2 separate regions of the Mus musculus genome follow, and region 2 is linked to region 1. The links are chromatin contacts, called in public HiChIP or PLAC-seq maps. All regions are on one chromosome and are shown on one strand. The core of a region is the stretch at or near the end of the contact, and the rest is flanking DNA. Distances in the headings are between cores, read along the strand shown.

What was found. HiChIP or PLAC-seq counts read pairs in DNA pulled down with a chosen protein or histone mark.
Region 2: a contact with region 1 is called in an H3K4me3 HiChIP or PLAC-seq map of the 230-238 cell line, with 10 times the contacts expected there. The contact joins the promoter of Marchf7 here to the enhancer-like site in region 1. A contact is called at or near these places in 3 of 39 promoter capture datasets (the C10 cell line, embryonic stem cells and pre-B cells), 1 of 484 Hi-C or Micro-C datasets (olfactory sensory neurons), 10 of 115 datasets of contacts at active chromatin or transcription factors (the 230-238 cell line, the NIH/3T3 cell line, astrocytes and 5 more) and 3 of 9 other capture datasets (embryonic tail, embryonic trunk and liver).

Annotation. Positions count from the first base shown.
Region 1 is chr2:59,593,972-59,600,635 of GRCm38.p6, reverse strand. It overlaps LOC115489517 (a long non-coding RNA gene), which reads right to left and starts at 2,055. Exons shown (of 5, transcript XR_003954038.1): 1 at 1,962-2,055; 2 at 1,607-1,727; 3 at 38-132. RefSeq lists an enhancer at 1-2,700. Within about 2 kb of position 4,720, at least 10 of the 459 cell types and tissues checked have an H3K27ac peak or open chromatin away from gene starts, as enhancers often do.
Region 2 is chr2:60,205,328-60,211,745 of GRCm38.p6, reverse strand. Marchf7 (membrane associated ring-CH-type finger 7) reads right to left here and starts at 1,810. Exons shown (of 10, transcript NM_020575.2): 1 at 1,662-1,810. It also overlaps a transcript of Baz2b not described here.

The DNA of each region.
Region 1 (6,664 bases), core at 3,471-5,970:
GTCTGCTACACTAATGACACCTGTGTAAAAAACGCACCCACGGATATTAAGAACGACGGGGAGACAGAATGACGTCACAGGTTTGGGGTATCGTCTTACTTGGGGCTTCTCTCCTTCGAAGTTGCCTAAGTTCTTAATTAAAAGAGAAAAGTAAATGAGTTTTTAATTTTACTTTAGATGCCAAAGCGACTGGAAATGATGTGTTTCATATTACACTGCTTTGAAGAGAGAAGAAAAACAAAAGCCATTCACAGACGCGCACCGTACAGCCTGGCTGACCGTTTCCCACATAGCACTTTTTACAACTCTTGGCATTAATCACGGCCATGGCCTCAGGCCAGTGTCCAATTGGTCTGGAGATTTTATTTTACAACCTGAGAACCATGGCTGGCTCCCAGTGCCTCTGCTCTCCTGCCCAGAGCCAAGCCTTTCTTCTTGTTGCTGTACTTCACGGATTTTACTGCAGGCCTAGGAGCTGTTAAAGTCAGCTAAAACAATGAATGAAGATAACAGGCTGACTGCAGACCCCCGTGCATTGTGATGGTTGGATCTTTGTACATATTTACTTATTGCTTCGGCATCAGTAGGTTCTCTTCATGAGCTATAGTGCCTCCTACCCTATCTGAAACACACCGCAGAGACCAGGAGGGACATACCTTCTGCCCACCCCTCCCCCACTAAGTGCTTCCCAGATCTTTGATGTGCCCAGCTTCCTGGACTCATGAACTCTCTCTGGCAAGCTAATCCAGATGTCACAGCTGCCTAGGAACGAGTAGAGTATGTGGTTACGGTAGGGAAGAAATGACGGAATAACTGCCTCCCACGGGGGGGGGGGGGGGGGGGCTGGCTGGCAGATTGCCCAAGAGACCTTGGTCATGCCCTGGGCTGGTGTGGATTAGACAGCCAGGGGTTTAAAGGAGCAGTCTGCAAACTTGACCCACTTTCTGTCTTTCTCTTTTGTGATTGCCATTGTCCAAAGGTGGGTCCAACTTTGCAATTACAATTTCAGCCCACCTAGCACTGTATGGCCCTGCCCTAGCCACCTCAGTGTTTTTTGTTTTGTTTTTGATTGTTTTAGTTCCCCACTCCCCCAAGACAAGGTTTCACTGTGTAGCCCTAGCTGTCCTGGAATTCAATTTATAGACCAGGCTGGCCTTGAACTCACAGAGACCTACCTGACTGGGCTTCCCAAGAGCTGAGATTAAAGGTGAATACCACCATGTCCAGCCTGGCACCTCAGTTTTTGATGGTATACAATAGGAAGATAGCAGTAAATTGTTCCCAGTTTTATTGCAAAAAGGCTCTTACAGTCCCTTGGAAGATAGTTCTAGCTGTTTACCTGCTCTACCTGTCCTTGTCTGGAACAGAAATAGCATGTTTCTTTTGTTTGCAGGGGTTGTGTGCCCAGGTCAAAAGCACTGCCCCCTTATGCAAAACGAAAGCAAAAAGCATGCCTTTGATCCCAGCACAAAAGAAGCTGAGGCTGGAGGAGCCCTGCGATTGAGTTCTAGGTCACAGGGTCTAAAAAATAAAACCTTATCTCAAACAAACAAACAAACAAACAAAGGACCCCCCTCCCCCCACCTCCTACCCCCGGCTTCCTTACAGGCATAGCGTCCAGTGGCTCCACAGTGAGAGGTTTCCAGGAAAGCAGTAGACTCTGACAGAAAAGGAACACAGAAAGGCCCCTTGTTCTCCTTCACAGTGAACTGCCCACCTCCAGACATCTGTTATTTTTAAGACTGAGTCAATAGCTAGTCCAAGCTGGCCTAGAACTCTGTATCCTGCCACCCCTTCCCAGGTCCTGGGATGACATGCGCGCTGTACCACACCAGGATCCCAGACTTCTTACCTAAGGAAAAGGGACCCCACCCGGCTATGCTTTTATCCCCAGCTTCTGTCATCTGCAGTCCAACGCAGTCCTGAGCTGAATGCTCACCACATCCCTGCAGGAAACATACCTGGAAAAGATTGCCTTTTATTTTTTCTAAAAAGTCCCTTTAATAACATCATGATCTCATGAGGTAATGGCATCAACTGTCTTAACAGTGCGCAAAGAGGTTCCTAGTTACTGTTTTGAAATTTAGTTATAGCAAAGTCTGCAGGAAACTTGTCAATTATTAACTGGGACTGGCAAACATTTTCATTATTCTTAGACATCGGCTGTAAACATTAATTGAAAAGGATCGAGGCACGAGCCATGAGTGGTGGTGGAACACGCCTATACACCCACCCCTTGAGATGAAAGTAGGACGAAGAGTTCAAGGCTAGCCTCAGCTACAAAGTGAATTCAAGGCCAGCCTGGGCTACATGAGACTCTGTCTCAAAACCCCACTTCTACCTTTCTGCCCTACAAGGAAGAAGAAATGGAATTCAGTATACAGGGCGAAGGAAATAAGGCATTTAAATATTTTAGCTAATTCGATCTTTATTTTGCAAGTTATACTTTATTTACAAAAATGCAATGATCATTTCCAAGAGATACTTTATTTTTTTTAATCTACAAACATATTGAGTTAGTGTCTCTGGTATTCAGACTGGTGAGATAGCTCAGCGGGTAAGAGCAATGACTGCTCTTCCAAAGGTCCTGAGTTCAAATCCCAGCAACCACATGGTGGCTCCCAACTATACATAATGATGCCTCTGAAGAGATGGAGCAGGGACTGAGCAAGTGGGACCGACTGGAGCAAGCAGGGTTAACCAGAATGAGCAGAGGTCCTAAAAAAGTCAATTCCCAACAACCAACCATATGAAGGCTCACAACCATCTGTACAGCTACAGTGTAGCCATATACATAAAATAAATACATAAATCTTTTTTTAAAAGAATTTTTTTTTTTTTTTTTGGTTTTTTGAGACAGGGTTTCTCTGTGTAGCCCTGGCTGTCCTGGAACTCACTCTGTAGACCAGGCTGGCCTCGAACTCAGAAATCCGCCTGCCTCTGCCTCCCAAGTGCTAGGATTAAAGGCGTGAGCCACCACGCCCAGCAAAATATTTTTTTTTATATTTATTTATTTTATATCTGTGACTACACTGTTTCTGTCTACAGACACCCTGAAGAGGGCCTTAGACCCCATTATAGATGGTTGTGAGCCATCATGCATCCAGCATCCATGTGATTGCTGGAGATTGAACTCAGGACCTCTGAAAGAGCAGTCAGTGCTCTTAACCTCTGAGCTATCTCTCCAGGCCCCAGCAGTATTTTAATAAATTAAAAAGTAAGACAAGAAATGAGAGTGGGGAAGACATGTCCTCATCTCTCCCAAGAGTAAAACCAAAGTCCAAAACAAACAAACAAACAAACAAACAAAACAAAACAAAACCCCTAGGTGGTTTCTCACTGCTTTCCTGAGGATTAGTCTAAGATACAGGAAGCCATTTACTCTCCTATCTCAACTTTCTGAAAGGTGGCTGGAGGGAAAGCGTCTAGCTCCCTTACCAGAGAAGTGTAGTCAAGCTTCAGTTGGAAATACGGCTTCTTTGTCTTAGCGGAGGGAAGGCAGAGGCCCTACCAGACACCCCTGCAGCTGCTAACTGCTTCTCTCGCTGGCTTTTACACCGGGATCTTCAGCAAGAAAAAACAAACAAACAAACAAACAAAAACAAGGCACCGTAATTACTCTGAAAGAAAAGCGCCCAAGTCTCTGTGGCTGGAGATGAAATTGTTTCTTGCTCATTCCCCTGGTGCCTTGTGCAGAACTAGGAACCCGAGCTGTGGAGGCCATCTCCATCTTGCCTGTTACAGGGCTAAGGAGAAATGGTTGGTGTCTTAAGGGCTCTGGCAGCGTAAGTATATATTGCTTTTGTTATCTTCGGATTAGCAGGACCCAGCTCCATGGTGCCAGCAAGCAAAACTGGGCCATGAAGTGAAATCCTCTTATTGGCGGAAAGGGGGCGCCAGAGGGAGTGAGCGAGTGACCCTAAGGACTATCCTGTGCCGAGGTATGTCCTAGCATCTGTATTCCCTCATTCTCTAAACAGATTCCAGCACTATTTAGCTTCTGTTCCCAGATGAGCGGGCCACACAATTTGAAAGGACTCCTCTCTAATATGAAAATTGGTTTCACTTTCTTTGGATTTCCTAACTACTTAGGATTTCCCATGATTCCCCTGGTCTCCTAGTGTAATTTGTTCAATTGCCCACAACCTTGGGAGTAGGGTAGAGTAAAGGAATGACAAGTGGAGAAAGTGGGCTTATTAAATAAGAAATCCATGTTGGGAGTGGTGGTGCATGCTTGCAATTCCTGCACTTGGGAGATACAGGCAGATGAATCACGGGTTCAAGGCAAGCCACAAGCTACATAGTGAGTCCCAGGCTAACCTGGGATATGGGAGACCCTGTATCAAATTAAGAATAAACAAACAAATAAGATGACAGAAAGATAGATAGATAGATAGATAGATAGATAGATAGATAGATAGATAGATAGATAGATAGATTAAACCGACCTGGCCAAGGATCTAAAGCTAATCACAAAAGCAAAAACAAAACAAAACAAAACAAAACAAAAAACAAACTAAGACAGGGATTTGGAGAAAGGCATGCTAGAGGTGCCAAGTGGGTCACTCAGACAGTGCCCTGAAATGGAGAGGCCACATTGTTCTATTTCTGTTCCTCAAAAGCCTTGAGTGATCACTTCCAAAGTCTCCCATTACCCAGGACGGTGGCCAGTTTCATGAAAGAGCTCTCTTGGCTGTGACCCGGTTTTCACCGTCCATTCCTAAGCAGCGTTTGCAGTTTTAAGGAGTTCACTTAAAGTGTTCCGTATGTGTTTTTAATCATTGCTCTGAGTGTCGAAACTCTGAAGGGAACCAGTGTTTTGAAGAGAAATGTTCACTGGAGCACGTCAGGGACCAAGTCTCTCTAGAGGTCTCAGGCAGAGAGCATGGCTGAGAACCATTGACCTGCTTCTGCAAGAGATATAATCGTGACTAAGAAAAAGAATGAACCCTTAAGCTTATAAAATGGGGTTTCCACCATGACTTACAACAAGCAGTACACACAGTCAAACAGTTGTGTTCACTAACGTTGGGTGTTCAGCTAGCGTTCGAAATGTTGCTATAACTAGAGTTGGCATCCACTAAGTATATTCTAAGACAAATTAGAAGTCTGATTTCTAAATTAGAAAAGCTACTTTGAAAGAAAATCATACCTAAAGATTCTTACAGTGTTACGCTACGTGCAGAGGGGACCGTGCAGACTTCTACTGAGTTATTGGTGCCAGGTATACACACAGCAGCGTCTACCTGCCAACAGCACTGCATTTGGTATGTTAGTGTGGTGCCCTACCTCATATCTGATTAACTCTAATTTAGCAATATTTGTGTGAGTTATAAGTTATTATTTTTCCACAGCTTTTCAATCTTTCCAATATAGTGTGTGTGTGTATGTGTGTGTGTGTGTGTGTGTGTGTGTGTGTGTGCTTGGCATTGTATTGAAAGCCTCAAGCATGGAGACACATATTACCCCCAGAGTCTCTGATAAAATATATTTTAGAACCAAAAAAGAATACTTAAAGTGAATTCAGGCATTTCCATTTATATAGTTTTGAATCATTGTAGACATTTTTAAGATGAAAAAGTCACTGTTGAAGATGAATATTGAAAACCAAAAAAAAAAAAAATGTCAAAGACTCTGATAATGCTCTTAAAATAACCAATAATCACTTGGGCACAGAGGTCAAAACTCAGTTTTTAGAGGAATGTCCTAGAGCTGAGGATCCAACTCTACCTGTTGTAGCTAAAATTTAAGTCATCTGAAAACACAGAGGCAGGAGAAGGAAGGGGTAGTCTGAACTCAATAACCTCTTGTATTTAGAAGAAGAAACCAAAGAAGTAGTTCCAGTTGATCCATTGTTTCCTGCTTCTTCATCTCTGGGAAGGTTAAGGTGACAGTCCATTCTAAACACATGTCCATTTGCATTAGCAGCTTTTCCTATGGGAGACTTAAGTGCATATTTGGAGCATTCCAACTGGAGAAACAACAAGGAAGACATCAGAGGGACAAATAAATCCACACAAGCATGGCACTTTCTGAACCAGCTTATCCCAAATCTATCTCACCCCAGTTGCCCACAAACAGCCAATAGCTGAAAGCCTGGTGTTCAGTCAAAGTGGAGTGGCTTCTGGGAAACTTCTAGTGCCATTTAATGTCAGCAAAGGGGTGTGGGGAATGATGGGAGACCTGTTTGACTAACAGGTTGTAAGTGTGTGAAATGGGTGTCGGGTTCCTGTCTGAACACCAGTAAGCCTGGATTGGCACTACTTGGGTGGTTAGCTGGAGTGACCATGACTGGACTGGCTTCCAGCGCTTGGGCTGATGACGCAATTCCAGAAGAATAATTACTTCGGCTTTTCAGACAACTGGTCTCCGTCTAGATTCCTTTGTGTTAGCCCAGCATTCTGTTCTTAATGACCTCTCCCCCTCCCCTTTATGCACCCTCCTCCCCTGATGGCATCACTACATGCAGAAGACTGCAGATGCTTCATTTATATACCGGGCAAGATTAATATTTACTTCAAATGAAATCTGCCTGGTGCATAAAACCCATCTAACAGTGCATACAACACCCAGAGAAGTCTGGGGCTTTCAGCTTTGGTGAAAGCTGAAGAATGTTTGGTAAGTGGGGGCAGGGAGAAGTGACGGGAATGATTGCTACAGGATG
Region 2 (6,418 bases), core at 561-3,060, 610 kb before region 1:
GAGAGATGGATATGGAATAACATTTGACTGCATAAAGGCTACAGATGGCTCACATTCAAGTTGATTATCCAAAACCTTCATGTAGAACACAGAAAAATCTGTGAAGTTATATGAGAAAACAACCTTCCTTATTCAAGACACCTGACCTGGGTTGAGGGGTCTTGAATATAGCTCAGAGAGCAAATGCTTAGCATGCCCGAGACCCTACACTGTGTAAGACAATCTGACCCATCATGTAACTGAAAATAAGGTAATGGGGGGTACTGAATTGCATTATATACATATATGAAACTGTCAAATAATGAAAAAAAAATCTTCGGGTATGAGAGAAAGAGGAGGGCGTGAAGGAGGGAGGTGGATGGTGTACCAAACATCTAGGGCAAAACTAGAAGTGTGTGGTGGTGTTGATCTGGTGGCACAGCAATCCCGGAGCTCAGAAGGCTTAAGCAAGAGTATCTTACCTTAGAGGTGGGTCTGGATAACATCATGAGTTCAGTGCCAGCGGGAAACACAAGGTAAGAGCCCTCTAATCAACCCATAAAAACATGAAGCTATAGGGACACAACTCACAAAGTCCAAGTTTCGTTCTGACCAGAATGCTTGATGATAAAACTTGGTGGTAAATTCCTTCTGTTTGAAGTCATTAAAAATCCACAGTACAAGTATTATGCCCTGTAGTGTGCCTGCTCTGCTGACTGCTTCACACACTATCTCCTTAAAAAAGGCATCCCAGGAGTCGGGGGTGGAGGGGACTCATCTCAACTAGGAGATCTTAAGAGGTAAAATAACTATGGTCATGGCGATGCCAGAGTTTCTGGTTCCATTGCGACTGCCTCAGCACAACTGCTGCTTCTCTCACTCACACACACACACAAAAGCTCCTCAAAAGGAAATACTGACCCCATTTCGGGTTATCTTGTGAGACTACATAGGATCTACCTTTTTTAGTGAGAGTACTATTGTTTGTCAATCAGGACGGTATCTCGGTACTCACCCCTACGTTCTGGATACAAACGGGGGAGGGGGGGTGGGACTTAAAAAATAAGGACACTGAAGACAATAAAAACACACACACACAAACTACAGAATGGCGTGTGACCCGGACCCGCTCTTTAAACTGTTTTCACACTGATCGTGACGTCATGTTTATGACCCACACGGATTTCCACCCCCATATACCAACACGTACTTTTGTAGGGGGGTGGAGAAGGAGGGTGTTCACTGTAGTGGTTTCGGGGTGTGTGTGTGTGTGTGTGCGTGCGCGCTCTTCACTACGCAGTTTCTCCAAGGTGAGGGTGCATTTTACTACTCACACCTTGCGTGTCTAGAGTCGGCCCCTTACACCCGTGTCTCGCCCCGGGTCAGGAGAGCCAGCCTTCCTGCCTCACATGCCCGTGTCACGCCACTCCCGGTGCGGGGCCACCGAGAGGCCTACCTCCCTCCACCTACTCCGAGGGGACTGGGGGAAACCGACCGAAATCCCGGGTGAGCCGACCCCGCACTACGGCCGCCCGGCGCCGCAGGTCGTCGCGGGTCCCCGAGGGACGCGCACCATCTGCCCGCCCGCCCGCCCGCCCTGCCCCCGGGGTCCCGGGTGGGGGTGGGGGTGGCTCGCACTCCAGCGCTCCCCTCCCCCCCACGCCGCCGCCGCCGCTCTTTACCCTCTTCCACCGAGCACTCCGCTGCAGGGAGTGTCGCGCTCGCCGCAGCCACACCGCCGCCGCCTTCCTCGCTGGGCTCGGCTCGGCTCTCGGGCTACCGGCAGAGAAGTCGGCGACGAAGCACAATGGCGGCCGCCCCTCCGGATGCGCCGCAGAAGTGGCCGCCGCCGTTGGCAGCCCCGCCCTTCCTCCTCCCCCGCCCCCTGCGCGCTCGCTCGCCCGCTTCTCGCGAGAGCCGCGGCGGCGGCGGCGCTGGCGGCGCTGCGGGGGAGCCGGGAGCTGCGGGCGGGCTAGACGTGCCCCGCCGCGGGGTGGTGCTCTGACTGCGGCAGCCGTTGAGGGCCGCCTCGGGGGAAGCTGCGAGGCGCCACGGTAAGCGGCCGCAGACGGTCGGCGACGTGCGGGCGTGCGGGCGCCCGGAGCGGCGCGGCGCGGGAGGCCGGGCGGGCCGGTCGCCGCCCGCAGTGCGAGGGGCTTCGGCGCCCGCCTGGCTCCCGCGCCCGCCGCGGGCCCCTACCAGGCCCGCCGCTCCGGGTCCCGCCCGGCTGGTTGCGGGGGTGGATTTTGTTTTCTCTGCGCTCGGCAAGTGGCGCAGGGACTGTTTACGGAATGGAGTCCGACGCTGCCTTTCCCCCACCTCCCCTCGAGCCTCCCCGGCGCGTCCTCCCTGCCCAACCTTGTAGGATTTGACAGCTCTCCCTCCACCTACTACAGCCTTCCGATTGATTCCTACACCCTGCTGCTGGCAGTTTCCCTGGAGTAAATAAGTTGTAGCGACGGGGTATTTGGACGATCACTTCGGAATCTTAAAAAAAAAAAAAAAAAATCGGGCTTTTTAAGCTCTGAGAGCGCAGCTACAGGTTTTGCAGCAGACATTCACTTATTTAGAAAGAGCGAGGGAATCTGTGACGTAGTCTGAGGAATACGAGAAGAAACTTTCAGAAACCACGGTGAATGTGGTTAAACTAAGATGTAAATGAGGACTAAGAAATGCAAGAGAGTATGGGAAAAGCCACAAATTATGTGGCGTTTCAATGATGGACCAAACGCAAGTTGTTTAACGGTAAGTTCTTACTAAAACTTGGAAGCACAGGGAGGGCACTTGGGTTTTTAAGTGACCTATTTGATTTAAGGGTGTTTGTTTCAAAGAATAACTTGGATCTACATAATTCCACTAAGTGACTAAGTGAAATGCTACATATATATATATATATATATATATATATATATATATATACACATATGTATATATACATATATACAGTCAGTAATCATCTCTCATTTTTCTTCACTCATCACTAATAAATTTCGTACAAACTTAAGGGTTTTGGGTTGTTTTTTTTTTTAATTTTGTTAAAGTTGACACCCAGGTGTCATCCTTTTAGGGCATGTAGTAGACAAAGTGTCTGGTAAAGGATAAAATTAAGTACAGATTACTTTTGAGGAGATGTAATTTGTCCTTTTAAGAGAAATAATTGTTCCATTCTGTTTGGCCGTGTAACACCCTTAAGAATCAGAATTCATGGGTTCATATCTCAGCACTTTGTCTGATTACCTTTGTCTTCAGCAGTTCTTTAATGTTGCCAAGAATTCCTTAACCCAGGCTTCTTCCTGTGGGTTAGGGAACCCTAATCCGCCATGCTCCCCAAACTTCATGGTGGTGTTGAAGGGATTAAATGAGGGGATCTGTCAGTTCTTAGAACATAGCAAGCGTTCCATAATTGTTAACAGTTACGTTATGTGTCTAAGCCACCATTCGGCCTTTCTGGAACTGAACCTTGTGGAGACCCCTTGAACATCTTTCCCAGTTTATTTTGTGTTAAGAGGATCGACTGCACCATTTTCCTGAGCTATAGTAGACAAACGTAGTTAGTGGGAACTTCTCTACAGAACCCCTGACAAGGACAGTGCAGGTGTTGGCCGGTTATGGTTTCGTCTCCTCTCAGTGCTGAGGATTCTGTGAGAGGTGAGTGTGGTGCCAGCTTCCTCTGTGTGTGTGTGTGTGTGTGTGTGTGTGTGTGTGTGTACGTGTGTGTATACGTGGAGGGGTGCTGGCCACTAGAGCCTGTGTGAAGGTCGGGGGCAGCTTGTGGGAATGGGTTCTCTCCTGCCATGGATTCCTGGGACTCAGACTCGGGCCAGCAGGCTTTGCAGCAGGCTCCTTTAGGTGTTGAGCCACCTCACGGGCTCTGGATTCTAATTCTTAGTTAATGCTAGGTAATAGCTATAAAACACGGACATGTGCTTATCCTTTGAGAACAGTTAGGGGAGTGTGTGTGTGAGAGAGAGAGAGAGGGTGGGGGCAGAGATTGAGATTGATTTACTCTCTGCTGTGAATTTTTAAGTAATTTATCATTGTCAATAAATAATTATTGAAATTTTGTTGTGCTAAAGACATTTTATGCTTTACTAGGAATTATGGATATAATCTAGGTAAGATAGTGACTATTGTTTCCAAAACAATAATCGGAGCAAAGGATTTGATAGCAAGCATCTGAAATCAGAATTCCTCTAAACAAACTAGACACCGTCCCTTTGGTTTGCAGCACTCTCTCTTAGCCCTTTGATGATCTGTCCGTACAGCTGTGGTTCCTTTCTGACTTCAAGGGTCTCTGTTGACCTCTTGCCAACACCGTTTCATTAATTTCCACTTCTTTACTTCCTTCCCTAAGACACTGTCTTAGTGGCCTTTATTCTCTTCATCCCTCTGCCTTATGAACTTGTCTGTCATCTGGCCGGGTTCATCCTGCCCTGATTCTTGGGTTTAAGCACTGTTGTTATTGTTGTTTAATCTGCCTGAGTACTTAGAGTTCTCGTTCAGATTTCAAATTACCTGTTTGCTCTTTCCACCTTTATACCATATAACCTCCTTAGGAGCTCCTCTATGCATTCTTTACTATTGAGAAGATAGGGTGATGTTAGCTTTTTGCAAATTGATCATTTTCAATTATAGGTTATCTTAATCTTCTGACAAACAGGTTTCTCCACGCTGAGACAAGTATTTACAGAACCTTTTTGGGATACCAATTTCTTCTGAGATGAAAATCTTATTAATCCCTAGGCTAAAGAAGTGAATCTGGGGTCATCAACTAACTTGACAATCTACTATTTAAATTTATAGGTAGCGCCTGGCATGGTGGCGCACACCTGTAATCCCAGCACTCGAACTCAGGAGACGGAGGCAGGAGGATCACAAGTTCAAGGCCAGCCTGGGCTACAGAGTTCCAAGCCAGCCTGGACTATGAGACTCTGACTCAAATAAACAAAAACTAATAAAAATAAACGTATAGGTAGGTCCCGTTTTTCTAGATTAAGAGTCCCTATTTGTAATAAATGTTACATGAAAGTCCTGTGCTGTACATTTTGATAAAAAGAATTCCTTTTGTGCCAAACATTGTAACCCTTGTATTTAATGGTCTCCTAAATTTTTAATTTTCCTCAACAATTTTTGTTGAAAAAGTGCAAAATTTAATAAATGAATATCTAAAAACATTCCTTTAATTGACTTCTGCTTTTTTTGGCAGCAAAAAGTTTGCTCTCCAAAGGTAGCCTTGAAAGTATAAGAACACGTGAAATGAAACCAGCCTGCCACCCTGAGAAACTGCTCTCACGCTGCACCTTCAGCATAGGTCTCATTTTCAGAGACTGCAGTCACTCACAGCTCTTCCAGACTCTGTCCTAGCCAAGATGACTTCCAATCCATGGGGCACAGGTTCCTTTTACACTGCTTAAAACCTAGGGTGTGGGGCTGGAGAGCTGGCTCAGAGGGTAAGAGCGCTTGGAGTTCCCAACATCCAGTGTCTCACAAGTGCCTGTACCTCCAGCTGCAAAGCAGCCGATTCCCTTTTCAAGCCTTCGAGGGCACTGCATTGATTTGCACAAGCCATCATACTGATACACACATACACATCTAATTAAAAAGTTAAATCTTAAAAAATTAAAATGTGTTTAGTGAAAGCATCCATCTCTTATTATTGACACAACTCGGGTTTGTGGAGGTTGGGCTGAATCTCCCCCACCAGCTGTTACTGTAAATACTTTCAATGAGGCAGTCATGCCCATTAGTTTATGTATTGTCTATGTATTAGTCAAGGTTCTCCAGAGAAGCACGGGCAGTCGTATACCACACATTATCTGTCACTTAACAGGAGATTTACTTTAAGGGTTGGTTAATACGATTGTCGTGGGTGGCTGACAAGTTTGAAATTTATAAGGCAGGCTGGCACGTAGATTCAGGAGTCTTTGACAGTCTTGAGGGAGAATTTCCTCTTTCCTGGGCATCCTCAGTCCTTTTGAGGCTGATTGGATGAGGCTCATCTACATCGTTGAGAGTAATCGCCTTCACATACAGTTAGCAGGCTGTAGATGTGATCCACAAACACAAACCTCCTGCACAGCATCTACCAGGTAAGGGTTGATTGCAGAACTGGGTACGGAAGTCTTAAGTCAACACTGTAAATTTAGCATCACACGTGTATGATTATTTTCTTCCTACAGAATCAGAACTGAGTGCCTGAGACAATACTCACTGTCTGGTCCTGTATTCATAACTTTTCTTGTTCTGGGGACAAAATACCTGACAGAAGTAACTTCTGGAAAGAAGAGCCTGTGCAAGCTGACTAGTTTTATGTCAGTTTGGCAGAAGCTGGGGTTATTTTAGAAGAGGGAACTTCAATTGATAAAAGTGCCCCCTGTCAGATAGGCCTGTGGACAAACCTGTGGTACATTTTCTTGATCAATGATTGACATAGCAAGGC